Regions from separate parts of the Mus musculus genome. Here all the other regions are linked to region 4. Evidence: chromatin contacts called from public HiChIP or PLAC-seq and promoter capture Hi-C data. All regions are on one chromosome and are shown on one strand. Each heading gives the region's core, a stretch centred on a gene start, on an enhancer-like site or on the middle of the called end of the contact. The rest is flanking DNA. Distances are from core to core; before and after follow the strand shown.

Region 1 (6,685 bases), core at 3,917-6,416, 230 kb before region 4:
CATCCAGGGGTGAGGAAAGACAGTCCAGGATGGAGGAAGGCAGCGGGAAAGACAGAGAGTGAGACATGAACCCGAAGCATAGATACCACCAGATCTCACTCACAAAGCAAAATTATCAAGAACTACAGGACATCAGTGCAGATTCTAATATGTAATCACAGCCCTGTGAGCATAGGGGTAGCTGCTAGCCCATGTGATACACAGCCCCAGGCTTTCTCTCTTGGGATATGAGGATGGGGGTGATGCTGGGACTATGGGTACCTGGCAATATAACCCTCACCAAGGCAGTGCCAACACTCACACATAGTCTAAGGCACAGAGGGTAAGACTCCTGGGAAGCAGGTGGCAGTAGGGCTCATACAAAGTGGCCGGGCTCTGCTGAGCTCACCAAGCCACCCAACATTGGTTCAGCAATTGTGGGTACCATTTGTCAGGACATCTGGGGTCTTCAGCCTCCTGCCTCAGAGCTGAGCACTGAATGAAGAGTGTTGTTGGCATATTGTTAGCATTTTGTTTTAGTCTATTTTATTTGGGTTCTTATACCTACCACCTTTCTCCACCCCAATCCCTTCCAAACCCCCAACACTAGGTAGGAGAGACAGAAAGAAAGTTAAAGGGGAAAGGGGCAAGGACCTCTATAGGCTACTTCCTGCTAAATGGGGGCATCAGTTCCTTGGGGGCAAGTTCAATGGTCATCTAGTCAGGATATCTCCATTTTCTTCTTGTCTCTTTTCTCTCACCCATCAGCAACAGCAGCTGCAGGAGCAGGAACCAGAAGGAGAAACATCCATGCCTCCTCCTCCTCCTCCTTGTCCCCTCCCTCCTCCTTTCCCTCCTCCTCCTCTTCTTCTTTTTTCTTCTCCTTCTCTTTCTCTTCCTCCTTCTCTTCCTCCTCCTCCTCCTCCTTCTTTTTCTTCTTCAGAGCGCCCCTCTGTCTCTTCTTCACTGCTCCCTCGTCCCTCTCTGTGCTCTGGCATTTTTTCTGCCCTCCCAAAGTCCTCAGAATTATACTGCCTGCAGCTAGCAGAATCACAGCCCCACCAAAGCACCTATGAGGCAAATAGTCAGCTGCTGTAGATAATCAGAAGCAGCCCCATATCCCACACCTGGGATTAAAACAAAACCCTGTTTACATAACATAAATGGGCTTTTAAAGAACCCCAAACCCTCACTACACTGCTGTCTTGAGCCCCAGTCCCAAAGCCCAAGGAACACTTGTCTTCACTGGATAGCGGCAGCTGCTGTTATTGCCACCATTTGCACTTTGGAGACCGCCCAGCGGCAGACTGGAGAATGTGGAGTACCTGTTTCCAGACTCATGGCTGCCTGCATCCTACAGGCTGAGGAAATCTCCGGACATGAACCATCCAGGCTCCACAGTCCTATAGGCAGAGCCAGTTGAGGCCAGCTCACTGGCTTCCTCTGGGATTAAAATTAAACAGCGTTTTTTGTGATGGTGCATGACAGGCTCCTGATCGTGAACAAGTACTTCCTAATTTAGACTCATTTAAAGCTCCATTGACACACAGTCAGGGGACGCAGCTCCCAGCTTCTAGACAGCATATGACAGTGGGATCAATGGCTGTCCACAGGCCATAATTCTTTCCAGAGAGGACAAACCCCTCCTGCTGGGACCCTCATGAAATGATGCATCTTTGTTTGATTCTACCCATCGGGATTGAACTCTGCTGCCCCTGGGGCCCATTGCCAGAGGCTCAGCCAGAGCCCAACAGTGGTCAAACATATATATCTGACTCCTGACAGAGACCAAGGGTGAGATCTAAGGAGGAGGAACCAGTAAAACAGCAGAGGCCAGGCCAGTCCCAGCCTGATGTGGAAAGGACCAGCCCCCAGGACCAGGACTTCCAGAGACTGCTTCCAAATCATGGTAGCAGTCTCACCATCTGAGGGACCCCTGGTGCTGCATGGTCATTAGTGTTGTAACCAGAAAGATGGGGGAAGAGGAAGGGGAGGAGGGAGAGGAGGAGGGGGAGGAGGAAGGGGAGGAGGGAGAGGGGGAAGAAGAAGGGGAGAAGGGAGAGAAGGAGGGGTGGAGGAAGGGGAGGACAGGTCTTCCATTAGAGTAATTTCCTGAAGTCCTGTGTCTCTTTGGACTCCTCTATCCACAGCTATCTCCCCAGACATGACAGTCACACAGTGACAGCCATAGGCCTTCCTTTGAAGACATTGCCAGGACATTCCTAGCCCCCCCTCCCAAATCTCTGAGGTCTGCCATCTTCTGAGCTGTCCTCATCTGAGGGTCCCCAAACAGGTTCCCTGCAGCTCCAAGGCACTCCAGCTGTGACCTCAGGCAGGGTTGCCGCCATCCTCCATCCCTGTTCTCCAGAAAGAGGCGGGACTTCCCCATCAGCTTCTTCTAGGCTCCTGGTATTGCTCATACTATGGTCTAAATATCCCTGGGAACCTATATTGCACGTTAATTGCTACTGTGACACTAATAGAGGGGGGGGACACTTAAGAGGTAGAATTGGACCATGAGGGCTCTGTCTTTGTGAGTAGATTAATGTTGTCAGCATGGAAGTGGGTTAACCATGCAAGGGCGAGATGGCAGGAAGGTGTGGATTCACCCTCCGCCTCTCTTGCCCTCTCTTTCCCCCATCATGGGGTGACTCAGCAGGAGGGCTCTGAAAAGATGGTGCCCTCCTATTGGACAGCTCAGACTCCAGACTTGTGAGAGATATATCCCTCTTTCCTCCCTCTCCTCCTTCCTTTCCTTTACTCCTTATTTTGTTTTTTTTGGCTTTTTGAGACAGTCTAGCTTCATAGCCTCTGCTAGTTTGGAACTCACTCTATAGACCAAGCTGGCCTCAAACCTCCTACTGTTTTTGTCTGTCACACGCTGGGGTTGTAGATATGTAACCACTATAGCAACACACTTCCATTTCTTTGTAAGTTTCCAGCCTCTAGTGTTCTCTTATAGCAAAGGAGAAGAGGCTGGCCCAGCCCAGGTGAGCTCTATGCCTCACCCCAGCAGGTTGAGGGGTGCTGTGTTTACTATGTAACCCTAGGTGGGTCACACAAGTCACACTCAGGGAGAACACTAAGGTCCACCTGATGGTCAGCCTCAAAGAGAAGCACAAGGACAGCCATTGGCCATGCTGGGATGGGGACTCACAGGTGGTCACAGCTTGAGCATCCTTCACACAAGGCAGCCATCCTTCTTCCGTGGTCAACAGCCACTGTGTGATTACTCCAGCAAGGCCTCCAAGCCTTTCAGCTCCAAATCCATAGGGCTGGCGTCTGAATGCTATTCTAAATGTAGCTGAGAAGATGAAGTCTGGGTCCCTGGGCCATTTCACTCTGGTAATAGATGGAACTTCTGGCTGTGGTGACTCTGGGCATGTGGTACTGGCTTGGGCCTCCCGCTCACATAAGGCTTTTATCCTTCAGGCTGAGTCTCCGGAAGGCTCTGCTGAGCCTGCATTTCTCCCCGCCGAGAGTTTGCAGCAATTATCACCCTGATTGATGCTGTGCTGTTTCCTTCTGTGATTTACAGCTAGCAAAGCTGCCGCTGTGACCGGGTGTTTGCGACACAGCCATGGCTTTACTCCCGGCACTGGAGCACTCACTGCTTCCAGAAGCCTAACTGCATTCTGGGGATGGGAAAGAAAAGCCCTATGGCTGGGTTGGGGCAGGCGGGACTCTAGGCTTCTGCATATAGGAGAGTCTGCCTCCAGAGCTGGAGGCTTGGGGCTCAGAGGGACAGGGAGGTTTCACTGTGAGGCTCAGACTCAGTTTCTCCTGTGAAGGGTGGACAATTGTCATGATTTCAGAGTGGCCTCTCAGAGGGGAATGTGGTGGTCCTGTTGTGGTGGCTGAAGTGGATGGATCCTGACATATCGTGAATGGTGGGGGCTTCTAGCAAGGACACATCTCAGCTCAAGAAACATGGCAGGGACATGCTGCTGTAGCTGTCCCTGTCACTGATCTGGAGCCAGTCAACTGAGAGCTTCCCGTACCCCATATCCAGAGACACAGAGTCAAGCTGGTAGCAACGGGAGGCTAAGAAGGGGACTCTGTGACTCTGTGGCTGGCCAGCATGATGGGGCAGTGTCCAGAACACATACCTTTCTCTTCCCTTTCTCATCCACCATCCCCTGCAAAGTCTAGTCTCTGCCTTTCCCACCATTCCTTCTTCCTCTCTGGGGGGCAGCTACCCTATACCTCACTGGCCTACCTTGCTCTGGGTTCAGCCCATCTTCCATGTCTATCTATCCCTCCAGACTCCCTCACTGTCCATACCAAGACTATTCCAGTTTCATCCTTCACCCCAAAATCAATGGGGCTGTTCGTGGCCCAGGAACTTGTCCCCTGAAGGAATTGCTTGAGGCCCCAGCTCCTGCCACCAGTATCTCCCTCTTTCCTCGCTTCTGTGTAAAAAGCCTTTTTCTTGGTCATATCCCTCGGAGCCAGTTTCCCTCAACTTGATGCAAATCAAGATGGGGACCCTCAGAGCGCCCAACCATCCTTATCAGGAGCCCCAGCTGCTAGGACTCCTGTTGTAGGTTAGCTATTTCCTACCTCGAGCACTTTCTGCGCTGATTCATGTGGTGGGAACTCTCTGAGATCTCGGGAAAGGTTTTGGGTGCCAACGTGTCCTGAGTCTTAGCCACACAGTCTGCAAGCCTGGCCAAGCCCGCACCTTGTTTTCCTTTAAATCTGGACTCCTTTCTCTTCACCAAGTGCATGGCCATGACCAGACACTCACAGAGGGATTGAATACAGTACTTCTGTCTCTCTGTAACCCTTGGGGACTGGCCTAATCCTGGACAGGCTGACTTTGTGTTCAAGGTGACTTAGAGCTCCATTCACCAGGGCCAGTGTGTCACTAAATTAGCCCCAGCTCAGTACTCTACCTGATGGGTTGCTATGGCACCCGTCGTCATAGCCCCAGGCACCAGAGCCTTCAAGGAAGGGTGCATCTTGTGGGGGTGGTGGGAGGAACACAGGGGGCATCTCTCTTAATTTTAGCAACAGCATCCTGCACTGCTGGATGATACCTGCTGCTAACCAAAGGACATCTGAGCCGCGTTCTCACCTAGCTCTGACTTTTTGGCTTAATCCAGCCTGCCACAGTATAGCTATGAGAGGTAATTATGAGGGACAAAGGACAGGGTGGGGCTGTCACAACTGGAGCTTCTGCAAGACAATGGAAAATGCTTTCAGAGTGAGGTGCACCAGGACCGGAAAAACTGCTGCAGCAGGTGTTAGTGAGCCTTGGGAGGAGCTGAGGAGAGAGAAGTGGGGTAGGGGTGGGGGCAGGGCTCAGGGCCAGCACAGCCTCCCTGGAATCCAGAGAAAGATGCACTGTGTATATATCAGGTGCTCCAAGGATAAGGAGAGTGCCACTTGCTAACCAACATACAGGGTCACTTCCCCCGGGGACACTTCGGGGATCTTCCCAAATTCTAAGTAGGTACTTTCTTCTTCTTTTCTCTGATGGGGTAGAAAGGGAAGAAGATGCCAGACACTTCTTCTTCCATCGCCCTACCCTGCTGACTTGACCCCATGGAGGTTGTGGAAGACCGTGGCAGGAGGGATCAGGGCCTGGTTGCTGGAGCTATTCCTGTACAGTTGGCATCTCCAGGGTCTGACCTGTGTACCAGCCTCTCCCACCCGTGATGAATTCTTCCCTGTTCACAGTGAACCTCTCATTACCTCGGCCTCTGATAATTATAGTTTTCCCCACTGACATAACTGTGAAACTCCTCTCTCTGCAGAGGAGTCCATCCTGGCTAACGCTGGACACTGAGAGTCCAGCCGACTGACACCCACCCGGATCCTGGTTTCATTTCTATTGCTATGCTAAGATTTCCTGACCAAGCACAATGCAGAGGATCAAGGATTTATTTGGCTTCTAGTTCCAGCTTGCAGCCAATCACTGCAGAGCAGTGAAACAAGAACTTGGGACAGAGAGTCACAACATATCCAAGAGAGGAGAGAGGGTGAATGTTTGCATGGTTAGTGCCCCGCTAACTTCTCTACATTTGCAGTCCAGGACCAAAACCGCAGGGATAGTACCACCCACTTTCAAACTAGATCCTCCCACATCAATTAAAGCAACCAAGATAACACCCCAGAGATGTGCCCTTGGGCCAACTTGATCCCGACAGTCATTGGTCTTCCTTCCCAGGTATTCAAGCTGGTAATTTAACCAACCCAGCTCTTCAGTGTGGAGGCACAGAATGGGCAGGTGTGCAGGCTGCGCTGAAACCTCCTGGGTGACTTCAGTCACATAAAGCCAGGCTCAAAGCTCAGCATTAGCGTGAGGTTAGCCAAAGCCAGTCACAGAAGCTATGGCTATGATTATCACTCTGTGGAAGCGTTGACCAGGTTGCGATGCAGTTCTTGAACATTGGACAGAAGGCCCTGGTTTCTTTGTGCTATCTGCGATGTGCTGGTTACATACTTTCTGGAGTCTGGAAAGCCAGCCCTCCGGATCACACTGTTAGAAGTTGCCATGGTTCCGGGACTCTGACTCCAGGTGTCAGTGTGATGCGTGGAGGTCAGAGAATGAAGCAGAAAGCAAGGACAGAGACACCTTCGGCTCCCATATAACTTATTTCATTGTGGGTTTAAGTAATTAATTTATGGTCATGGTTGGGTTTAATAATCCGTGGGTAATTTCTGATGCTTGGGCAAGTTAGCTCACAGGAGCCTGTGT
Region 2 (6,491 bases), core at 1,326-3,825, 170 kb after region 4:
TGCTTCCTTATAGAACCCAGGACCACCAGCCCAGGGTTGGTACTGCCCAAAGTGATCTGAGCCGCCCTTCCAAATTAATTGCTAATTATGAGAATGTCCTACAGGTGTGGCTATAGGATCTAATGGAGGCAGTTTCTCAAATGAAGTGCCCTCATCTCTGATGACTTTATCTTGTGTCAAGTCGACATAAAACTAGCCAGCACATACAATCCAACCTGGGTTAGTATGACAATGGCTGTCTTCACAATCTGAGAGACCTGAGAACCCTGCAGTTCCTTCCTCAGTTTGCAAAGCTGGATGCCTCTGCAGTCCTAACCTTGTGCTGAAAGCCTAGAGGCTTCCTGGAGATCCACTAAATGTCAGTGCATGTTGGAAGCCCAACGAAATGGGGTTCTTGTATCAGCAAAGGAATGTAGCCGCAGTGGTAACAGCAGTGAGAGACACAACAGAATAGATGAACTTATCAGCAAGACTGAACGAGCAAAAGGGAAAGCTTTCCTCTAGGACTTCCTTTGAATTGAGCTACTAACGGAAGGTACCACCCACATTTAGAATGTCTTCCCACTTCAAATAAGCTAGCCAAGAAAATTGCTCAGAACTGTGCCCAGCAGCTCATGTCTGAATTGAGTCTAAAGCCAGTTAAATTGACAACCACAATTAACCATCATACATATGGACAATTTTCACTTTGTGATAGCTGACATTTCCTGAATATGTGTAGCATTGAGAAGTTAAACTTAAAGAGACAAGAAAAAAAATGCGAAGAGTAAAATATATTTCCCTTCAGTCTCATCATGCTTAGTATAAAAAAAAACCTGCCCTGGAAAGGTCCTCAAACTAGAACTCAGAGTAATATAATTTCAGCTGCACGCTGCACGCAGATAATTGACTGATGTGTTTATTGAAACAGGGTCTTAAGATGTTACCTAGGTGGCCTGGTATTCCCTGTGAAGGCCAAGCTGGTCCTTAACTCAGTCCCTCGGGCATTATTCCAATGGCTAGAAATACAAGCGTGTACAGGTACATGCTAACATGCTGATCATTTCAGAGAACGCACAACAACAGAGTTGACCATGGTATCAGTAAACCGAAGAAGAGAGAATACTAGAAAAAGAGAGCATTTGGAATCCTTCAGGCTTTTGTTGTTGTTGTTGGAACAAACAGAGCATCCTTAAACTTCATGGAATTGGTTGGGGGGGGGGGCAGGGCACTGACCCCCCCCCCAATCTTTCATTAAAGGATCCATATATGAACTGCCAAACTTTTTGGAAACAAAGGTGATGAAAAGTCTCCCTAGACCTCAGGCAGTGAATAACTATACACACACGTGTAAGCACAGTCACAGGGTAGTAGTCATGAGGTAAAAAAGCTAGAAATCACAGGTCCCTGTACAGTCCTGAAGTGTTTCTAGTATATGCTTCCAGGAGCTATGTCAAAGCATGGACTCTCATTTATTTGCAACAACGATTAAACCCAGGACTGGGAGCTCTTACCAAAAAGCTAACCCAGCACTCAGGAGGCATCAACCAAAAAAAAAAGGAAACTTCCAGGCCAGAATGGGCTACTTGAAGAGATGTCTGTCATTAAAGAAAAAACAAAAGGGGGGAGGGGGGTCTAGGGAACATAAACACAGGGAGGGGCAGTCCTTGGGAACTATTGGCAAGGTGAGTATATGAATTTTTAAATAACGTGAAAGCTCTTGAAAAAAAAGTTAAAGCTGGCTTACTGTATGACCCATAAGTCACAATAGAGAGTAAATATACCAAGATGAGGACACAGTTATAATATTACAGTAGCCAAGATATGTAAATAAAACAGTCCCTGTATCCCTTTGGTAACCAGCCTTAAAGGCTGCAGGCTCACAGATCCGCCGAGGACAGAATCCCAGGGACCTTAACAACTCCTAATCTGGGACATGGCACCGGTAGCACCTAGTACCTGCGCTTGAGGTCAGAAGTACTGAAATCCAGTACCAAAAAAAGAAAAAAGAAAAAGAAAAAAGGCATATGTATCACCTCTGAAATCAGCCAGGGGAAAGCTCAACCCAAAGGTTTTTCGTGCTAAAGTGCCCGTGCCTAGGGAGAAGGAGTGACGTGAAAAGTTTTACTAGGATTCTAATTAATAGCTGTCCAGTGCTTTCTGCACAGACGCACGGTTCACGAACACAAAACAAGTCCTTTTGCATTGCTACCCGATGTGCACGGGGGCGGGGGGGGGCAGAAATATAAAAAGCACAAGAATTTGTTTGATACGCGGGGACAGTTTAATGTGAAGACATGGGAAATTCGTAGGAATTTACTGTCCAAGGTGCAGGCCGCTGGGGAGAAGTGGGTGCGGACCCCAGCTCAGGGCTTTTCTCGGGCAGGACCGGCACACGGGGAGTCGGGATGTCCCCAGTATCCCGCCATCGGGCTGCCAGCCTTGGGCCCTCGCCGCGAGCTGACAGATGCCCTAGAGAACTCGACCCGACCCGGGACTGGCCGCCGATCCCGCACCGCTGCATCTACAAAAACCACCTCCCTGCTCGGAGGCCGAGCCCGGACTCACCTTGTCCCGATTCCGGAACGGATCTTTTCCGCGGTGTCCCGTTCCAGAGTGTCCGGGTTCTCTGGTCTCCGGTTTCCGCAGGCTTCCGTTCCGGGGTATCTGGGTTCCCGGGTCTCCGGGTTCCGCGGTGACCCGGAGAGTGTTTGGGTTCCGAGGTGGCTAGGAATAATCCTCCCTGGGAGTCCAAGTGGTGAGGGCAACAGGCTGGCTGGCAAGAGCTGGACCGGAGGTGCAAATAGGAAACGGTCTCCAGTGATGGTGGCACCCCACCCAAAGCCCGCCAAGACAGAATGAAGTCTGTCTCCATGGTAGTTCTCAGTCTAAGGGACCTGGATGCAGACCACTTTTGGCATCCCACAGCCTTGATTAACACTGCAAGTTATCACTTCCAGGCTGAGTAGGGACAAAAATGATAGGTCTTTGCTGTATAGATTATTTTTGACAATTCTCTTAAGAATTTTGTACAATGTTTTTGTTTTGTTTTTTGTTTTTTGTTTTTTGTTTTTTGTTTTTGTTTTTGTTTTTGTTTTTTTGCATTTCCATATAGTTGCTTCAAACCCCTGTTAGATATGTATTAGATATCATGGCATGTCAGGGCAACCTGACTCCCACTTTGTTCTGGAAAGAATGCGCTGATGAATACAGAATCCTATATTGATAGTCTTTTTCTTTGACTTTAAAGAAACTTGTTGTTTGTTTGTTTGTTTGTTGTGACAGGGTTTCTCTGTGTATCTCTGGCTGTTCTGGAACTCTGTAGATCATGGCGGCTTTAAACTAAGAAATCCACCTGCCTCTGCTCCCAAGCGCTGGGATTAAAGGTGTATGCCACAACCTCTGGCTTCACTTTTAAATTTCTAATTCTGATTAGATTATTTCTGTAACTGAGATCATACTTTGCTAGATATGTGTTGATTTTGCTTATTTCTCTCTTGATTTTCAGTTAATCTTTGGATATTTCTAGTTTGACTATGGTGTATGTCTTAGCGTTACTATTGCTGTGAAACACCATGACCAAAGCAACTTGGGGAGGAAAGGGTTTGTTTTGCTTACACTTCTAGAGCACTCTTCATCACTGAAGGAAACAGGACAGGAACTCAAAAAGGGCAGGAACCTGGAGGCAGGAACTGATGCAGAGGCCATAGTGGAGTGCTGTTTACTGGCTTGCTCAGCTTACATAGAATTATTTTCAGCTTACATTGCTCAGCTTTTCCCCCAGTGGTTTCCTACAGTAGAGTACGCATGAAGAATCTTCAGTTTGGAGATGAAAGACTCACTTGCACATATGACTGAATCAAAGGGAAGATTTGGACTGTAATTCATGACACTTCATGCCAACAAACTCCTACAATCACCACCGATGAGAGTGTAAGAAGCATCCTCCATCAAGGAAGGAGATTTTTAAAGGAAATACAGTTAAAATGAACCTGCCCACGACTTCCCTGCAAAGTGTAAGCTCCTGAGAAATATTTAATGAAGGGAGGGAGTGAAATATGGGCAGGAGGTTGGGAATTCTGTAGGGGAGAGATCCTCACTCAGAGAGACAAGGTTTCTGTAGTTTTCCACCATCACATTTCTATACAAATTCCACCAAGCAGGGTCTAAGCATTCCTGCTCTTCTGGAGAGAAATCAACGGAGACATCCTTGAATGACAGCAGCTCCTGAAATTAAAAAAAAAAAAAAAAACAAAAAAAAAACAAAAAAAAAAAAACAGCATGATGACCGTGATGACCATGTGACATCAGGTGCTAGGGGTGTAGCTTTTGATGTCATCGCTCATGCTGTGATGAGTTTTCAGAGCTGTATCTGCTTCTTGGTCCTCCTCACTCCTGTAATGCTTCATCCATACTCCCCACAAGTAACCCAAATGAACTCGCTGTCTCACTACACTGAACTCAGTGAGTCCTGGAGTTGTTTCCTTGTCTGTGATTGGTACCCTGCTGGGGTGAACAAGCATCTAGTCACATTTCCACATGAAGAGTCAAACAGTGAGCTTGGGAAGAGTCGTTGAATGTCCCAGCAACAGATGATAAGATGTGCAACTGGAGTTGATCTGTGAGTGGGTTGTCCATAGAGGCCATCTCACTATGGCCACCTTGTCCCTCATGGTAGAGGATGATGCGCCTCCTTGCTGTGGCAACGGTTACATGCTCCCTGTGACGAGTGATGAGACATCCAACCAAAGGCCAGCTATCTCCTTGAGTATAGTGTTCTTGATTGGGACTCCCAGAGTGGGCACCTAACTGTATGTGGCAAGGGGCAGCATACTGTCATGATGAATTAGGTGTGCCGTGTGAACATAAGACTGCTTCAAAAGGGCGGATAAAGACTATACCGCAGTCTCTAAAAGCAGCATGAATGGAATGGGTGGCAGCCTGAGGTATCTTTCAGCAGTGTGGCCAAGAAGAAATACAACGGAGGCTCAGATGCCTCAAAATGAACTTGCCAGTGTACAGACTCAATTCCATACACCAAGTAGGTGCATGAAAAAAATCCACCATTAAAGGATTCCCCCTGAGCCAGGCGTGGTGGTGCATGCCTTTAATCTCAGCACTTGGGAGGTAGAGGCAGGCAGATTTCTGAGTTCAAGGCCAGCCTGGTCTACAGAGTGAGTTCCAGGGCAGCCAGGGCTATACAGAGAAACCCTGTCTTGAAAAACCACAAAAAAAAAAAAAAAAAAAAAGGATTCCCCCTGAAGTAATTTACATTATTAGCTCATCAGAAACTTAACACATTTTCTTTAATAAGAGTAACTAAAACAAACAAACAAACAAAAACTAAGACTTATTTGGAAGGTTAATATATGAAATTGCCCAATAGAGTCTGAAACATGAGAAATTAGGAAAGACATCATTATCTGAATTTAATTCGTGTTTTCAAATTATAGTATAATAAAAATGATACAATGCAAACAATGTGAGGATAGCCATTACTTAATAACATTTATAGTGTGTTACTTCTCTGGGCAGGCAGCCTTCACACAGACTTGACAATGAGAAGAAATTACCTCACAATCATAATTGCAATTTATTTTGACTTATTAAGGGATTAATTATTTATTCAGTAATTTGGATGGCATGAAGATCAACAAATGGAAAGATCTGCTAATTATTTACTGCACAATTCCTCCCATTACTAATAATCAGCCTAGGCTGGTGCTTGCCAGTCTCTGTGCCCTGACACAGACTTTTCACTTTCAGGTAACTGACACCAGCTACCTAGGACCTGGCCTCTGCAACCCAAGTAGATGTGTACTAGACTCTCTCCCAACTGCTGTTGTTCCCAGCCTGGCTGCTTCCAGAACCCTGAAGCACTCAGACACTTAAATATGAGCATATACATGTCTTGCATATACTTACACCAATGGAGAATGAGAACTCATAAACACCTATTGTGATGGTTTGTACATGCTTGGCCCAGGGCAGTGGCACTATTTGGAGGTGTGGCCTTGTTGGAGTAGGTATGACCTGGTTGGAGTAGGTGTATCACTGGGGGTGTGGGCTTTAAGACCCTCACCCTAGCTGCCTGGAAGCCAGTCTTCTGCTAGCAGCCTTCAGATAAAGATGTAGAACTCTCAGCTCCTCCTGCTCAATGCCTGCCTGGATGCTACCATGCTCCTGCCTTGATGATAATAGACTGAACCTCTGAACCTGTAAACCAGTCCCAATTAAAAGTTGTTCTTATAAGACTTGCCAGCCGGGCGTGGTGGCGCACGCCTTTAATCCCAGCACTTGGGAGGCAGAGGTAGGCAGATTTCTGAGTTCGAGGCCAGCCTGGTCTACAAAGTGAGTTCCAGGACAGCCAGGACTATTCAGAGAAACCCTGTCTCAAAAAAACAAAACAAAACAACAACAACAACAACAAAAAGACTTGTCTTGGTCATGGTATCTGCTCACAGCAGTGAAACCCTAAGGCACCTATACAGATGATCTAGCATGCATATACA
Region 3 (6,494 bases), core at 3,449-5,948, 200 kb before region 4:
GGGTCATGAAGTCCGGACACACCAAAATGATAGGAAATTCCCACACATGAGGAAAGCTTGCAAATCTCTTTCCTAAATGAATGCATGTTTGTCGCCAATGTTAAATATTTGAACCTACAATGCTCACTCTGCAGGGTGTATTATAAATTACATATCACATGGTGGAGGGGGTATTCATGCAATAAGATAAACACCAAGAGTGCTGAGGCTGTGTTATAAATTACACATCACATGGTGGAGGTGGGTATTCATGCAATAAGATAAACACAGAGTGCTGATGTTGTATTATAAATTACATATCACAGGGTGAAGGCAGGTATTCATGTAATAAGATAAACACAGAGTGCTGATGCTGTGTTATAAATTGCATATCACATGGTGGAGGCAGGATTCATGTAATTACATAAACAGAGAGTGCTGGTGCTGTGTTGATAACTCGTCTGTCAACAACACAGGAAACCTAGTCCAGAAGAACGTGCTAACCCTTGGAGCTTTGCAGACACAATAACCATCTTGTATTTGGACTTGAACCCTGCTGGTGTGGAGGGAGGAGGAGAAAGCAGCCAGAGAGGCCAAGCTCCTGCTCTGAGGAGTCAGCTCCATAGAAGGATCGCATCTGTCAGCTTCTCAGGGCTACAAGGGGAGCCATGAGAATGAGAGTCTGAGGCGGGGCCTGTGAACTTTCCTTCTGCATTTCCTGACAGTGAGCCTGAGACTAGAGTACACAGGGAACATGGTGTGGGTGGCACACTGCTCCTTGGGAAAGAGACACCAGTTAGAGTGTGAAATGTCAGTGTTGACAAAGCGGAGGGCTTGTGTCCGGTGCAGCCAGTCTCCGTATTCAAAACAAGAATATTAAATGTCAGCTCAAAAGTCTGAGTGAAGACACCTTTCAGCATGCTGGGAGAGGTTCTGTAGAGCGGGTGTGAAGCCTGCTAGTCTAGGCTGGGCCAGCATGCCTTCTGGCTAAGCTGATGTGCTCCCCAGAGCCTGAGCAAGGGATGGTGGGGCTGTGGGAGGACAGGATGCTGTCTTCTGACCAGACCCAGAAGCAGGGGGCGGTGTGTGTGTGTGTGTGTGTGTGTGTGTGTGTGTGTGTAGTGTGTAGGAACAGGTGAGGGAGGGGCACAGACTCAGATGCAGTGGGGGAGGGGAAGAACTCCAATGGAGGAGGACACAGCGTGCATACCACAGGTATCTTCCAGGTCTGGTGCTATCAGCTAGGATGGTTTAGGATTCCAGGGAGCAAGCCTGCCCAGGTTACGGATCCCAGTGTATAATTGCAACTGATCACTGTCTATGCCCTTAAGTTAGGTAAAGAAGCCATATGTCGGCAGCTGGGGAGATGGCTTAGAGGTTATGAGCACTGACTGCTCTTTCAGAGGTCCTGAGTTCAAATCCCAGCAACTGTGTTGGATTCCCAGCACCTACAGGAAGGCCCACAACTATCCGTAAGTCCAGTTCCAGGGGATCAATGACCTTTACTGACTTCTGAAGGCACCAGGCACACATGTGGTACACAGATTCCGTGCAGGCCAAACACCCATACACATTTAACAAACAAATGAATGAATAAACACATGAACTTTAGAACCCCAGACACAAACAAGCATGAACTCCCTTTAACTTTCCTCCCTCCCACTGAGGGTCTGTCTCCAATCCTTCCCCATCTACCTTTCAAGTACCCCTCACAGGAGGGTGGCGTTTAGCTCTGTAGATTATAGGAATAGCTAAGTGTTCATGGGCCAGCACGGTCATTTTCATGGGGATGACTTTGAATCACCGGGGGTGGCAGGCAGTGTGTTGTACTGTATACACAGTGTTGCTTGTTCTCTTCCACAAAACTCCACATCACACCACTCCTTATCCCAACCTCATGAACAGAGCAGAGTCTTTGATGCCATGTGGCCTAGGCGAGCTTAGCAAGCCTGAGATGATCCCAGATACCCGGAGGCCCCGAGTACCACTAAGGTGAGCAGGTACTTAGTGGAGAGATGGGAGAGAAAGAGAAACAGGGTAGCATGGGCACAATGAGAGCTGAAACTGGAGACTCAAGGGTGGTGAGCACAGCCTGATGTTTGCAGCCAGTGTCTTCACCTGAGGCTATGGTGAGGACCTGGCCTGTGCTGCCTCAGAGGATCACATCTAGATCCGTAGCTCTGCATCAGTGGGGTGTGGGTCAGGGTAGCGGGGACTGTCTGTTACCACCAAAGGCCATGCAGAAGTCTCTGGTCTGGGCTGTGGCCTGGGGCCATGTTGATAAGTGAGGGCTAGCCCCATCCCTAGCTAGGCATCGTGGGAAAGCTGGCATATAGAGTGAGCTAGCCCTGACCCGCTCTCTCCTGGACAGTATAGGAGAGCTGGCCCTGGTAGTGTATGGATGCCAGAGAGCTGGCAGGATGACCAACACAGCTACCACCCAGGCCCAGATCCAGGGCTTTGAGCTGGCCCACCTAACATCTACCCCATCTATGAAGTACTGCAGCATGTAAAGGGGCCGGACCTTCGGAACCAAAGCTGCACGCTCTGAGACGAGTCCCAGTGAGGATCCAGTACTGATAGTGTAGCAGAAGCCAGAGGCCTCAGACCAGACCAATCACTCACTGCAATGAACATTTACAAGAAAAGCTGGTGGGCAAAAGGACGTACTGTGCGACACACTGTGACACAATGCAGCTTCCATGGCAAAGGTTTTTGTCAGTTTGTCTTCTTTTGGGGGGAGGTTGCAAGGGTGGAGGGTAGATATGGAGGGAAATGCATGGGACTGGGGGGTGCATGATGTGAAATTCACTAAGAATCAATAAAAAGTTAAACAAACAAAAACCGCCAGCCAAAGCAAGTCGGGCAGTGGTGGTCCATGCCTTTAATCTCAGCACTCAGGAGGCAGAGGCAGGCGGATTTCTGAGTTCAAGGCCAGCCTGGTCTACAGAGTGAGTTCTAAGATAGCCAAGGCTACACAGAGAAACCCTGTCTTGAAAAAACCAAAAAACCAAACCAACAAATAAACAGAAACCCACCAAAGCCAAGGCTTGGAGCTAACCAGGCTATAGTCAGCATGGAGCTGGGACCCCACCAGTTTGTCCAGAGCCCTTCTAGGATAGTGATTCTCAACCTTGCTAATGCTGTGACCCTTTAATACAAACATGAATCCCCTTTTATTTTTTCTCCTGTTGTAGTGACCCCCCCCCCAAAAAAAAAAACCATAACATTATTTTGTTGCTACTTTGTAACTGTATTTTGTTGAATCCTAACAGAAATACTTTAGAGCTAGCAGCCTGCCGAGGGGTCCAGACCCACAGGTAGAGAATCACTGTTCTAGAGTCTCAGGAGTTAGGTCACTGTTGCTGGAGTCGGACAGAGAAGCAAGCTTTCTGGTCCATTACAGCTGTCCTCCGAGGCAGCATCCACAGGGTTTCCTGGAGGAGACCAAGTCGGTCCCTCTCCCACGAGTTGTGAGACACTGGCCTTATCTCTGCTCTCTGGCAGGAAGTTGAACAGCTTCCATCCTATTAATTACTAGGACAAAACCCAGAATCAAAAAACAAAACAAAAACAAACCAACACCAAAAAAGAAAAACCCATCTTGGATTTCAAGCTTTCGTTTTCTCTGAACACAGTTTAACTTCGTTTCCCTCCAGAATTAGAAATCCCATTACCAGCGCTTGCTCTGCTGTAAATGGCTAATTGCTGCCTCTCATTAATTAGCGAGAGGCCTGTGGCTGTGTCTCAGCCTCACAGCAGGAGGGGCAGTCACTCAGAAAATGAGGCTTGGGTGATGAAAATAGGCTGGCTGGCACACTGGGGGAGCCCGTGGGGAGAACATCTCAAGGGGACGAAATCCCAGCTGAGCAGGGACACAGAGACAGCACTCACTCTCTTCCCCTGAGGCCACCAGTGAGGGGCTCTGCACTCTGCTTGCTGGCTTGGTCTTCCCTGGGGACCCCCTAAGCTGGCCCAGGCCTGAAAGCTGGGGTGATACCTTGGGTGCTGGGTGGTGGTAGTCTCACTCATGTGTAGGTGGAGGGCTGGCCTCAGCCTTTGCACATTCAATCCCCTACTTGTCCCACTAACTGCCTATCAGGAGCTCCTGGATATTCTCCCATAGTTCAGATGGGAAAACTGAGGCCTACCAGAGAGGAAGACTGGATCAGCTGCTCCCCAACCGCAGTAGGGAAAGATTTGAACTCAGGCTGCTGGGACAGAACCTGCTGCCTGGCTTGGCTGTGCTCCCTCCTAGCAAATGGCTCCTGTCCTTCCAGATCCCCCCCCCCCCCCCCCCCAGATCTAGGCCCTTGACTGATCCTTACCAGGTTGTCGCTCACAAACAGCCCCTCAACAGAGAGGTCTGAGTCATCACCATGGTCACTCTGTGCGTACTGGGTGTCTTTGTGGAGTGTGAAAGCTACCCAGTTCCCTTCTGGGAACCAGCATTCTGAGGGCAGCATTCCTGCCAGAGGTTGCTGCCAGGGGGAGGGAGGGGGAAGAAGGAGGAGGAAGAGGAGGAGGGTGTTTAGGGCAAGGGCGAACTAGCCCCTACCCGACCCCTACTGGTAAGCAATAAGGTCCACTTCCACCCCAACATCCACCCCCAGTCAATCTGCTCCCAGGCTTTTTAGCAGGAAGATTCTTGGCCAGTGCTGAGCTTTCGCCCCAGCCTCCCTCACAGCAGGACCCCTGCCCCACCTCCTGTCCAGAGAACTGTGACCCTTTCCACTCTGTGGGCGGGGCTAGAACCAGACCTTCAGTGACCTCTGAAGAGCCTCACCGCAGCTGGCCGACCTTTATCCCCAAACCTTGCTGGGTGGAACCCTCAGCTAGTGGGAGGCTGTTCCCCTCACAGAGTGGCCTTGTCTCTCTCTCTCTGAAGGCTTTTCACATCTCTGTCCTCCCCCAGATGGTCCCGCTGTGGGGACGGTGTGTCCTCTGACCCCTGGTTCCCCCTTCTCTGGACAAGCAACAGGGGGCACAAGGGTTGCCAGTCTCTGCTTTCTATAACTGTCGGTTTTGTTTGTGATGTCCTTTCCCATCCAGCCCCTGCTGTAGGCAGGGATGAGTCACCAAAATCAGAGAAGGAATTGGTCAGTGAGGATGCGGAGCCACTCGCCAGCTTGAGGAGGCATCCACAATGCATTCCCTCCTCTTGACCTGTCCACACCCTGCTCAGAGTGACTCTCCCTACTTCCTGTCTGTCTCCCTACTCCACCCCCACACACTGTACATGTGAAATTTAAATAGCCCTGAGATGCAGGCATCTGGCCCACCAGGATGCTGAAATCCAGAGTCCCCAGTGGCTGAGACTTTAATACCAAGCCAACATGCCCTTCCTAGAGGGGGATAAAGCAACAGGGACCTACCCTACCTCTCTCTGCCCCAACTAAGCTCACCATAGCATGTGGGTTGCCTTAGTAACAGATGGATGGAACACATTCTAAACATTTGGAAATATTTTATAAGCCAAGACTTTGAGTTGCAAGTGGCTGAAGCCAGGGGGAGAGGGAGGGGAGAGGGGGAGGGGAGAGGGGGAGGGGAGAGGGAGGGGGAGAGGGAGGGGGAGGGGGAGGGGGAGGGGAGAGGGGGAGGGGAGAGGGAGGGGGAGAGGGACAGGGAGAGAGACTTAATCCCAGTTTTGAGAGAGAACCTTGAGTTGAACCCAGTGGAGTGTGCAGAGAGCTATTGGCATGGAGGAATAGCTTCCAATAGTCTTACCCTTCCTGTCAGGATCTCCTCACTATTCTCCCATAGTTCAGATGGGAAAAACTGAGGCCCAGAGAGAAAGACAGGATCAGTTGCTCCCCAACTGCAGTGGAGAAAGATTTGAACTCAGGCTGCTGGGACAGAACCTGCTGCCTGGCCTGGCTGTGCTGCCTCTTTGGGCTCCTGTCCTTCCAGATCCCCAGATCCTTCCTGCCAAGTTCCTCGGCTGGTAGAACAGTTGCTTCAATGGACCCAATTACTCAGGGTCCTCTTCATGCCTCCTGAGGCAGGATGCTACGGAAACTGATACAGGTAGCGTGACAGGGCCCAGGAGCCATTGAACGTATCTGTCACTTAACAGGGAGGGGATAATATAGCCACAAAGAGGACAGGGACAATCCGATAGAGGGGAAGACACTGGCCACAGGAGGAGCTGTAAGAGTCAGGGATGGATGCGGAGCACCGCCACCTTAGACAGCACAATGACTCAGCACCGTGAAGAGCTGATGCCAGCAACTAGGTGACCTAGATGGAGCCAGAGGGTGCTAGAAACAAATACACACTGGAGCCAGAGCTGACTCAGGAAGAAGCAGAAAACCCAAACAGCTGTAGAAGACCCAGACACAATAATAATAGTAATGGAGTATAAGAAGTACTTGGCAGAACACAGAGCAAGCGTGGCCTCATTTGTGGCCTCATGGGCAAGGTGACTGAAAAGGGGCATGGTTCCCTTGGAAAACCGGTTGGCAGCTCTCTGGTTAGACACAGAATCACCAGAGAATCTAGGAGTGTTGTCGCTA
Region 4 (7,317 bases), core at 2,830-5,329:
GGCCATTTCCCCATGCTTGACTAAACCACCAAGGTCCTGCTGCAATCAAAATTCATTATTTGACTACACTGGATAACATGTTCAATCAGGATTTACCATGCTAACACAGACTTCTCTTTCTCTCTCTCTCCTTTTGAAAACCATGCCTGCAGAAACACTCGTTGCTGTCTTGTCTGACCCAAAGGCAACCTCCATCTCATCCCCACCCCGAAGACACGATTGCCCCTCCAGAGTAATAAATGTCTGTTGTGCTGAGAATCTGGTGTCTGGATGTGCTCTGTGCTGACTCCGAGGCCCCCTTACACTCACTGGGGATAAGGAGAAGGAAGGAAATTTAAACATAGTTGTTAGGACCTAAAAATTGTTGTTGTTATTATTCTTTCCCTGAGGCTTAGAGCTCTCAGAAAAGTGAGGGAAAGGCAGGAGGGAGGCGAAATTAATTGTGAAGATTTGAGATAAGCTCCTGTCTTTACCTCAGAAATAAAATTCTCCTTTGCCAGCCAGTGAACAGCCACTGCCTCTGGCTGGGTTCCATTTCATTCATCTCTAAACTGAGCTGTCAAAATGCCACGCTGAGGAAGCGAAGCCTGGGACACACTGCAACCAAGGCACTTTTATTTTAAGGTGGTTATTTTATTTAAGATGGTGGGCGTTTGTGGTGATGCAGGTTTCTGAAGGCTGGGGCGGGAAGATCAAGGTCACCCTAGGCTATTTTCGTCGAGACCTCCATCTCAACCAAACAGCAAAACAGGATGTTGGGACTTAACTGAAGTGCTCGACTAGCATGCACAAAACTCTGGGTTAGAGCTCCCTGCCCCAACACCATAGGTCAAGATCCCTTTGGAGGGGTCGAATGACCCTTTCACAAGGGTTGCCTAAGACCATCAGAAAAAACAGATAATTCTATTACGATTCTTAACAGTAGCAAGATTACAGGTATGAAGTAGCAACAAAAAATAATTACATGGTTGGGGGGTCACCACAACATGAGGAACTGTATTAAAGGATCCAAGTGATAGGAAGGTTTAGAAGCATTGACATGCTTCACTGCATCTGTACTTTTTGATGTCAGAAGGTCACCTATGTATATACCAAGCTTCCTTTGAAATAGGTGACAGGTGGCACATTCCGGAGAGAAGCAGCCTTAGCAAGCTCTAAGGGCGTTGTTTAATCTGGGTGCCTCTCAAGTTGGTGTTAAACCCAAGTATAGGGCTAGGGATACAGTTCCATTTGTAAAGTGCCTGCCTAGGACATATGAGGCTCTGGGTTCCATCCACAGAACCGTATAACCAGGCGCACTCCTATAATAGCAGCACTCAGGAAGTAGATGCAGGAAGATCGGAAGTTCAAGGTAATCCTTGGCTACATAGCAAGTTTGAGGCCAGCCTGGGCTACATGAGATTCTGTCTCGAAAAAAAAAAAAAGCTTCGAAGCTGCAGTTTGCCCATGGAACTTGTAGTTCTTATGTACACATCAACTATGTGTACCACTAGACAGAGTTCCAACCTCCTTGGATCAAGACTAATCTATGAGTCCAGGTCTTCTTGGTAATTTTACATACTAGAGGTTTTCTGATAAAGCCAGCCAGGATCCCGGAAGATAAAAACAGGGCAGTTTCTGTTGAGATTTCTATATTAGCTTGTAACTTTCCCCTGTCCAAATGAACAAACAAACAAACAAACAAACTCAGAGAACACAACATAAACAGGGCAGTTTCTGTTGAGATTTCTATATTAGCTTGTAACTTTCCCCTGTCCAAATAAATAAATAAACTCAGAGAACACAACATAAATTGTGGGACTTGATCCAGGAGGGCTTGCCAGTGGTGGCTTCCAGGGTCCCGGAAGATAAAAACAGGGCAGTTTCTGTTGAGATTTCTATATTAGTTTGTAACTTTCCCCTGTTCAAATAAACAAATAAATAAATAAATAAATAAACTCAGAGAACACAACATAAATTGTGGGACTCGATCCAGGAGGGCTTGCCAGTGGTGGCTTCCAAACACAGAAGCCACAGAGGCCACAACAGCTCAAAGTGGGGTTCATTCTGTGTGTGCTAGCTAGCAGTATGTCTCAAACGGGTGAAGCAGAAAACACTCATGCAACAAGCTACAAGAAAGCAAATTTATTTTCCACAAATAAAGCCCACAGGACAACACAAGCCTAGATCGCATTGTGAGCCAGTCAGCCAGAGAGCAAGCCAGGCAGTAGTGGCGCACGCCTTTGATCCTAGCACTTGGGAGGCAGAGGCAGGCGGATTTCTGAGTTCGAGGCCAGCCTGGTCTACAGAATAAACTCAAGGACAGCCAGGGCTACACAGAGAAACCCTGTCTCGAAAAAAATTTAAAAAAAGGACCAGAGAGCAAGCCGCCTGGGGCAAGAAGTAACAGTGTATGCACCAGCTATATCACAGATGTATGTGGTCCCAAAAGGCAGCCTGCAGGTCTTTACCTAGGGGATCATAAGTCACTGACTTATAGTGTAAAAGGGCATTGGGTTCTTAGGGAAGACTTAGATGAAATTCAAATAGCCTGTATGGGGGTCAGAGAACAACACTGGATGTCATTTCTCAAGTGCCATCTCAAGTACATCTAGTGTAATATAGGGCCTTTCACTGGCCTAGAACTCACCAAGTAAAGCAGGTTAGATGGCCATGGAACCCAACACCTCAACCTGTCTCTACTTCTAGAGCACAAGGATTATAAGCAATCGCCATCACACCCAGTACTTTTTGCATGGGTTCTGGCAATCAAACTCAGGTGCTCATGTGCGTAAGGCAAGCACTTATCAACTGAGACATCTCTGCTGGTGTGTGTGTGTGTGCGCTGAGTTACTTTACATTAAAAAAAAATCATTAAATGAATTTTGGCTTGAGGTTAAGACAAAAATTCCAACCGTTTCTTTTTTTTTTTTCCCAACTGTTTCAAAAGTAGACACAAACATTTCTGCAAAGCAACCTTCTCCACATCATAACTATTTTACTTAGTATTCGTTCTGGTGTACTATGTACATGTCTGTATGTGTGTGTGCACGTGTGTACACAAATGCATATGGAGGCCAGAGGTCAACATCAGTTGTTTTTCTAAATCACTATCCACTTTTTAAAAACCTAAGTTATTTGGGGAGGGAGGGGGGTGTCCGTGGCTGAGAAGTTCTTCTCTCCTTCCATCCAGTCGGACTTGATCTAACTCGAGTCGCCTACACATATACACACAAAATAAGTAAAAATTAAAAAAAAAATTAAAGTTAAATGTCACCCCGGGGCACTAAGCAAGACCCTATCTTGAAACTAAAACAAAAAGGGCTGCAGATATAACTCAATGATAGTGTTTTACCTAGCAATGATATAACTCAATGATAGTGTTTTACCTAGCAATGGTGAGGCCCTGGGTCCATGTTCAGAACTGAAAGGGGGAAAAAGAAAATCAAGCATCTGGGTCAGACACCAGAAAAAACTGCAGCCCTGCAGACCTCACGTCGATAATACTAGCATCTTAACTGAGCTAGGACAGTCAGAGTTCGAGTCTAATTTGGATCACAGTGACATCCTGTATTTTAAAAAGGGAAAGGGAAAGAATCTGCTCCCCAGAAGGAAACAACCCGTAGCGCTGTCTCCTAGCTGGAGTCTTTCTCCGCCACTGAAGCCCGTAGCCACTGAAAGCCCGCCACTCCGAATATTTAGGGCTCACAAGTCCTGGAAACGCCCTCAGTCAGGCGGCCAGGGCTAGGCTTCCTAGTGATCTAAAAATCGGGCTGTTAGAAAGGAGCAAACTGTCTCACTAGGACGGCAAAGACGCGTTCCCAACAAGATCCCCACTTGTCTCCACACCTGGCGGCCGCCCTCCAACGACAGTAGAAGTTGGCGCGCGGCCACCAACCGCGCTTTCGTCACATCCTAGGAGGCCTCCAAAAAATGGCAGAAATAAATTTCTTTCCATAAACACAACTTACCATCGCAAGATCAAGTTGGACAACGAAAACTAACATCTACTTAATTTTTTAGCGGCTCAAACAGCTTGCGGACGTGGCGAATCTACCACTCTCACCTCCGGAAAGAGCGGGTTTCCTACCGGAAGTTGCGTCTCCTCCATTTTGTGGCTCGCTATGGCGGCTGTGTTGAAGTTGCGAAGAGGATGCGGCGCCTGTGACTGAGTGGGTAGGCCAGGCGAGGCATCGGGGACGTTGTTCGGCCCAGCAGCAGACCGTCCCGGACGTCGGGGACGCTGTCATGTACGGTGCCGGCGGGGGCCGTGCCAAGCCGGAGAGGAAAGGCGGAGTGAAGGAGGAGGCCGGGCCGGGCGGCACCGGCACTGGGGGCAACCGGGTGGAGCTTCTGGTTTTCGGCTATGCCTGCAAGTTGTTCCGCGACGACGAGCGGGCTTTGGCCCAGGAACAGGGACAGCACCTCATCCCCTGGATGGGGGACCCCAAGATCCTCATCGACAGGTCGGTTCCTCCCCCCACCCGTCGACCCTCCCCTCCCTCGCCCGCTTGATTTCGCCTGATGTTGACTTGATGGCCGGGACCGAAAAAGGGGGTTTTGCGGAGCCCGGGGACTCGGGGGGCCTCCCTGCCCCCCACGTTCCCCGGCGTCCGGGGGGAGGGGACGGTGAAACCGGCCCTAAGGCTCCGGCCAGAGCTGGCGCCTCCCCGTCGCCGGAGGGATCGACTCTGCTCCCACAACCCCTCGAGCCCGGGCTGCCGCTGGCGACTCAGCGCGGGTGGAAGCTGTCCGGGGCCCGCCCGCCCGCGCCGTGGGGCGGGTGCCGCTGTCCCTCCGCTGGCTGTGCGGGGAGGGAGTCCGGGAGTGCGCTTTTGTTCCTCCGAAGCGCCGCACGCCGAGGCCCGTGGGTAGAAGCTTCTTTTGGACCCCCCAACCCCGTGAGGTAGCCTGAACCGTCTCTGGCCGGCTTGACTTTTGGCGTCCGGGCGAGCCCTTCCCCGCGGTTATTGCGACCATTTGCCCAACCGCGGTAGTGGGTGAAGTTGCTGTCTTGTTGGAAGCCGGTCGACCCGTGCGGACCTTGCTCTTAGGGGGTAGCGTTCTTAGAGCTGGTTTCACTGTTTTCTAAAGCCGAAGGGTGGAGCTGGGTTTATACCTTTGTGTTGGTTCTTTTCAAATCACACCCACTGAAGGGTGCCTGGAGTTGAGGGTAAAGGGGTGGGAACGTGAATTTCTGATGGTGTTTGATTTGAAAAGGATGGCATTACATGATTGGGTGTTTTGCTCCCCACCTCTCTCCTCATTTTTTCCATCTCTCTTTCTTTCTCCACCATCCCGGGTTTGGGTATTTGTCCTTCCGTTGGGCGATATTGCTTCTGGGCCCAGGACTAACTGTGAGCAACCATTAAGCTGTGGCGTGGTTTTCTCCAAGTGAAGTAAACCCATCGTTTGAGACAAGTAAAACTGGATGCTGCAAAGACTTGGAACTTGCATGACTGTAGGGATTACCTGTGAGCTGGCCAGAACGGACACGGTTAATGACCAGTAGGCCTTTCCGATCCCTTACGTCTCCATTTGGGGAGAGATCTAGGAAGAAAGGACTTGTGAAGGGAGTGTTGCCTATCAGATCGGCTCTGGATCTGATGGTCCACTCTGCTGGAAGGTGCTATGCCTTTGAACCTCGCTCGGTTGATAGCCAGTGATGCTGCTTCCCAGGCACTCGTGGGGATGTGTACTGTCAAAAGTTGGGCAAATGCTGAAACCTCTACTCCGTATGCAGTTTCCATATCATTCTGTGCATGATATGAGTTAGACCTCCCAAAACCGGTGGGGAGCAAACACCACACATGTATATGTGTAATATTTGAAAATAATACATTTGTAAGTTAAGGAGGTTTACATCAAAGTTAAGCAGATTTTGATAATAAAATGAAACCGTTGGGGTTCCCAGGAAATTTTGGCCTTTTTCCTGTGGTGTATGTTTTCCTTCCTTAATTTGGTCTCCATCACAAAAGTCAACATTAATATATCATGCCAACTTTGGTTTGTCACTCCGAATTCACCTGTGCAACCTAAATTTGAGATTTAAATTGTTGTCTGGCAGCTGTACAGTGACAGCATCTCCATTGAGTCTTATGTTCAAACATAGCAGAACGTGCTCCTTATTCCTAAGTTGGTAAAGTGCCCATTGGTCTGCAACGATGTGTCTTCATCCTGGGACTTAAAGTTAAAGGGACATACTGATGCTGCGCCTTCCGATGGTTTTGCCGTGTTTGCAGTGAACCTCCTTAAACTGCATGTATATGTCACTGTTCCTTTGTATGTGTGTCTCTCTACCACATAACCCAGCACTTCTCTCCTCAGCCAAGTGGCTAGGGGCAAGCCTAGCCAAGATTTTACCTCCAATGGACGCAAGTTTCTTTGGTGAAGATCTCTCCTGAGAGTTCGGGACTAGCAGGAAGAAGCGAGGAAATTTCGCCCGTTTGGTTCTGTCGGATAGGTATTTATGGACTCGGTCTGTGTGAATGTAAGCTGTAATATTTAACTACTGAGAACAGATATTTTTTTTGCAAGTGGCATTGAATGGTTGACCAAAGCATACATGGTAAGAACTGCTAGCAAGGGGGTACGTTTTCTGCTCTAAAGGATTGTCTGCCTTTAGCTCTAAGTTCTGTTGTGCTGTAGAGAGGTGCTTAGATTTTGTTATGATTACTCCAGTTTAAAAGTAGGAGAGAGATGACTAGGCATATTAAGTATAAATCTGAAGCTTTGCATTTGTTTTAATATTTTTATTTCATTAGTTTAATTGGTAAGTATGTGCATAGAGTGTCACACACAACCAGCATGGGTGTAGACTTCCCTCCAGTGACCAGCCTGTTCACATTACAGATACGACGGGCGTGGTCACCTGCATGACCTCTCTGCGTACGATGCTGAGTACGCCACGTGGAACCGAGACTACCAGCTGTCTGAAGAGGAGGCTCGGGTAGAGGCGCTGTGTGATGAAGAGAGGTATTTAGCCTTGCATACGGACTTGCTTGAGGAGGAGGCAAGGCAAGGTACTGCTCAAGAAAGACTTACTTCAGCCACACCTTTTTAAAATTTTAAGTATTTAAAAAGTTACTCCCGTTCATTTTTATACTCACTCTTTCTGATATTATCTTGACAGTACCCAGTGGATTGGAAAAACAGGAGTCTTTGCGTTCTGAGAGGACCTCAGGATAGTTTATATGTAGAGCCACAGAGAATTTTCCCAGCTTTTGAGGGCAGACTGGGATTTGAAAAAACACAAAAACAAAAAACCAAAAAACAAAACTCTTTAACTGTTCTTCTTTAACAGTGTTGTATGAATTAAAGTCGATGTTCTTGTCTTTG

What was found. HiChIP or PLAC-seq counts read pairs in DNA pulled down with a chosen protein or histone mark. Capture Hi-C pulls out chosen DNA fragments and counts their contacts.
Region 1: an H3K4me3 HiChIP or PLAC-seq map of embryonic stem cells shows a contact between it and region 4, with 15 read pairs. The contact joins the enhancer-like site here to the promoter of Sfswap in region 4. A contact is called at or near these places in 2 of 39 promoter capture datasets (cranial neural crest and embryonic stem cells), 6 of 115 datasets of contacts at active chromatin or transcription factors (embryonic hindbrain and embryonic stem cells) and 2 of 9 other capture datasets (adipose tissue and liver).
Region 2: a contact with region 4 is called in a promoter capture Hi-C map of liver. The contact joins the promoter of Zfp11 here to the promoter of Sfswap in region 4. A contact is called at or near these places in 2 of 39 promoter capture datasets (hippocampal neurons and liver), 2 of 484 Hi-C or Micro-C datasets (CD4 T cells and rod photoreceptor), 1 of 115 datasets of contacts at active chromatin or transcription factors (effector CD8 T cells) and 2 of 9 other capture datasets (adipose tissue and liver).
Region 3: a contact with region 4 is called in an H3K4me3 HiChIP or PLAC-seq map of neural tube, with 3 times the contacts expected there. The contact joins the enhancer-like site here to the promoter of Sfswap in region 4. A contact is called at or near these places in 1 of 484 Hi-C or Micro-C datasets (nephron progenitors), 2 of 115 datasets of contacts at active chromatin or transcription factors (embryonic stem cells and neural tube) and 2 of 9 other capture datasets (embryonic stem cells and pancreatic islet).

The regions. Positions count from the first base shown.
Region 1 is chr5:129,265,200-129,271,884 of GRCm38.p6, forward strand. No RefSeq gene overlaps it. Among named protein-coding and RNA genes, the nearest start is that of Gm34145, 39 kb to the right of the region's middle. Within about 2 kb of position 5,167, at least 15 of the 459 cell types and tissues checked have an H3K27ac peak or open chromatin away from gene starts, as enhancers often do. A contact at or near this core is called in embryonic stem cells, where this site is marked.
Region 2 is chr5:129,667,513-129,674,003 of GRCm38.p6, forward strand. Zfp11 (zinc finger protein 11) reads right to left here and starts at 2,576. Exons shown (of 3, transcript NM_172462.4): 1 at 2,548-2,576.
Region 3 is chr5:129,294,408-129,300,901 of GRCm38.p6, forward strand. No RefSeq gene overlaps it. Among named protein-coding and RNA genes, the nearest start is that of Gm34145, 10 kb to the right of the region's middle. Within about 2 kb of position 4,699, at least 47 of the 459 cell types and tissues checked have an H3K27ac peak or open chromatin away from gene starts, as enhancers often do. A contact at or near this core is called in embryonic stem cells and neural tube, where this site is marked.
Region 4 is chr5:129,497,152-129,504,468 of GRCm38.p6, forward strand. Sfswap (splicing factor SWAP) reads left to right here and starts at 4,080. Exons shown (of 18, transcript NM_172276.3): 1 at 4,080-4,445; 2 at 6,832-7,001. The coding sequence starts at 4,228. Gm40332 (a long non-coding RNA gene) reads right to left here and starts at 4,075. Exons shown (of 3, transcript XR_868547.2): 1 at 3,951-4,075; 2 at 3,369-3,403; 3 at 3,099-3,197. Gm34468 (a long non-coding RNA gene) reads left to right here. Exons shown (of 3, transcript XR_377099.3): 3 at 153-266.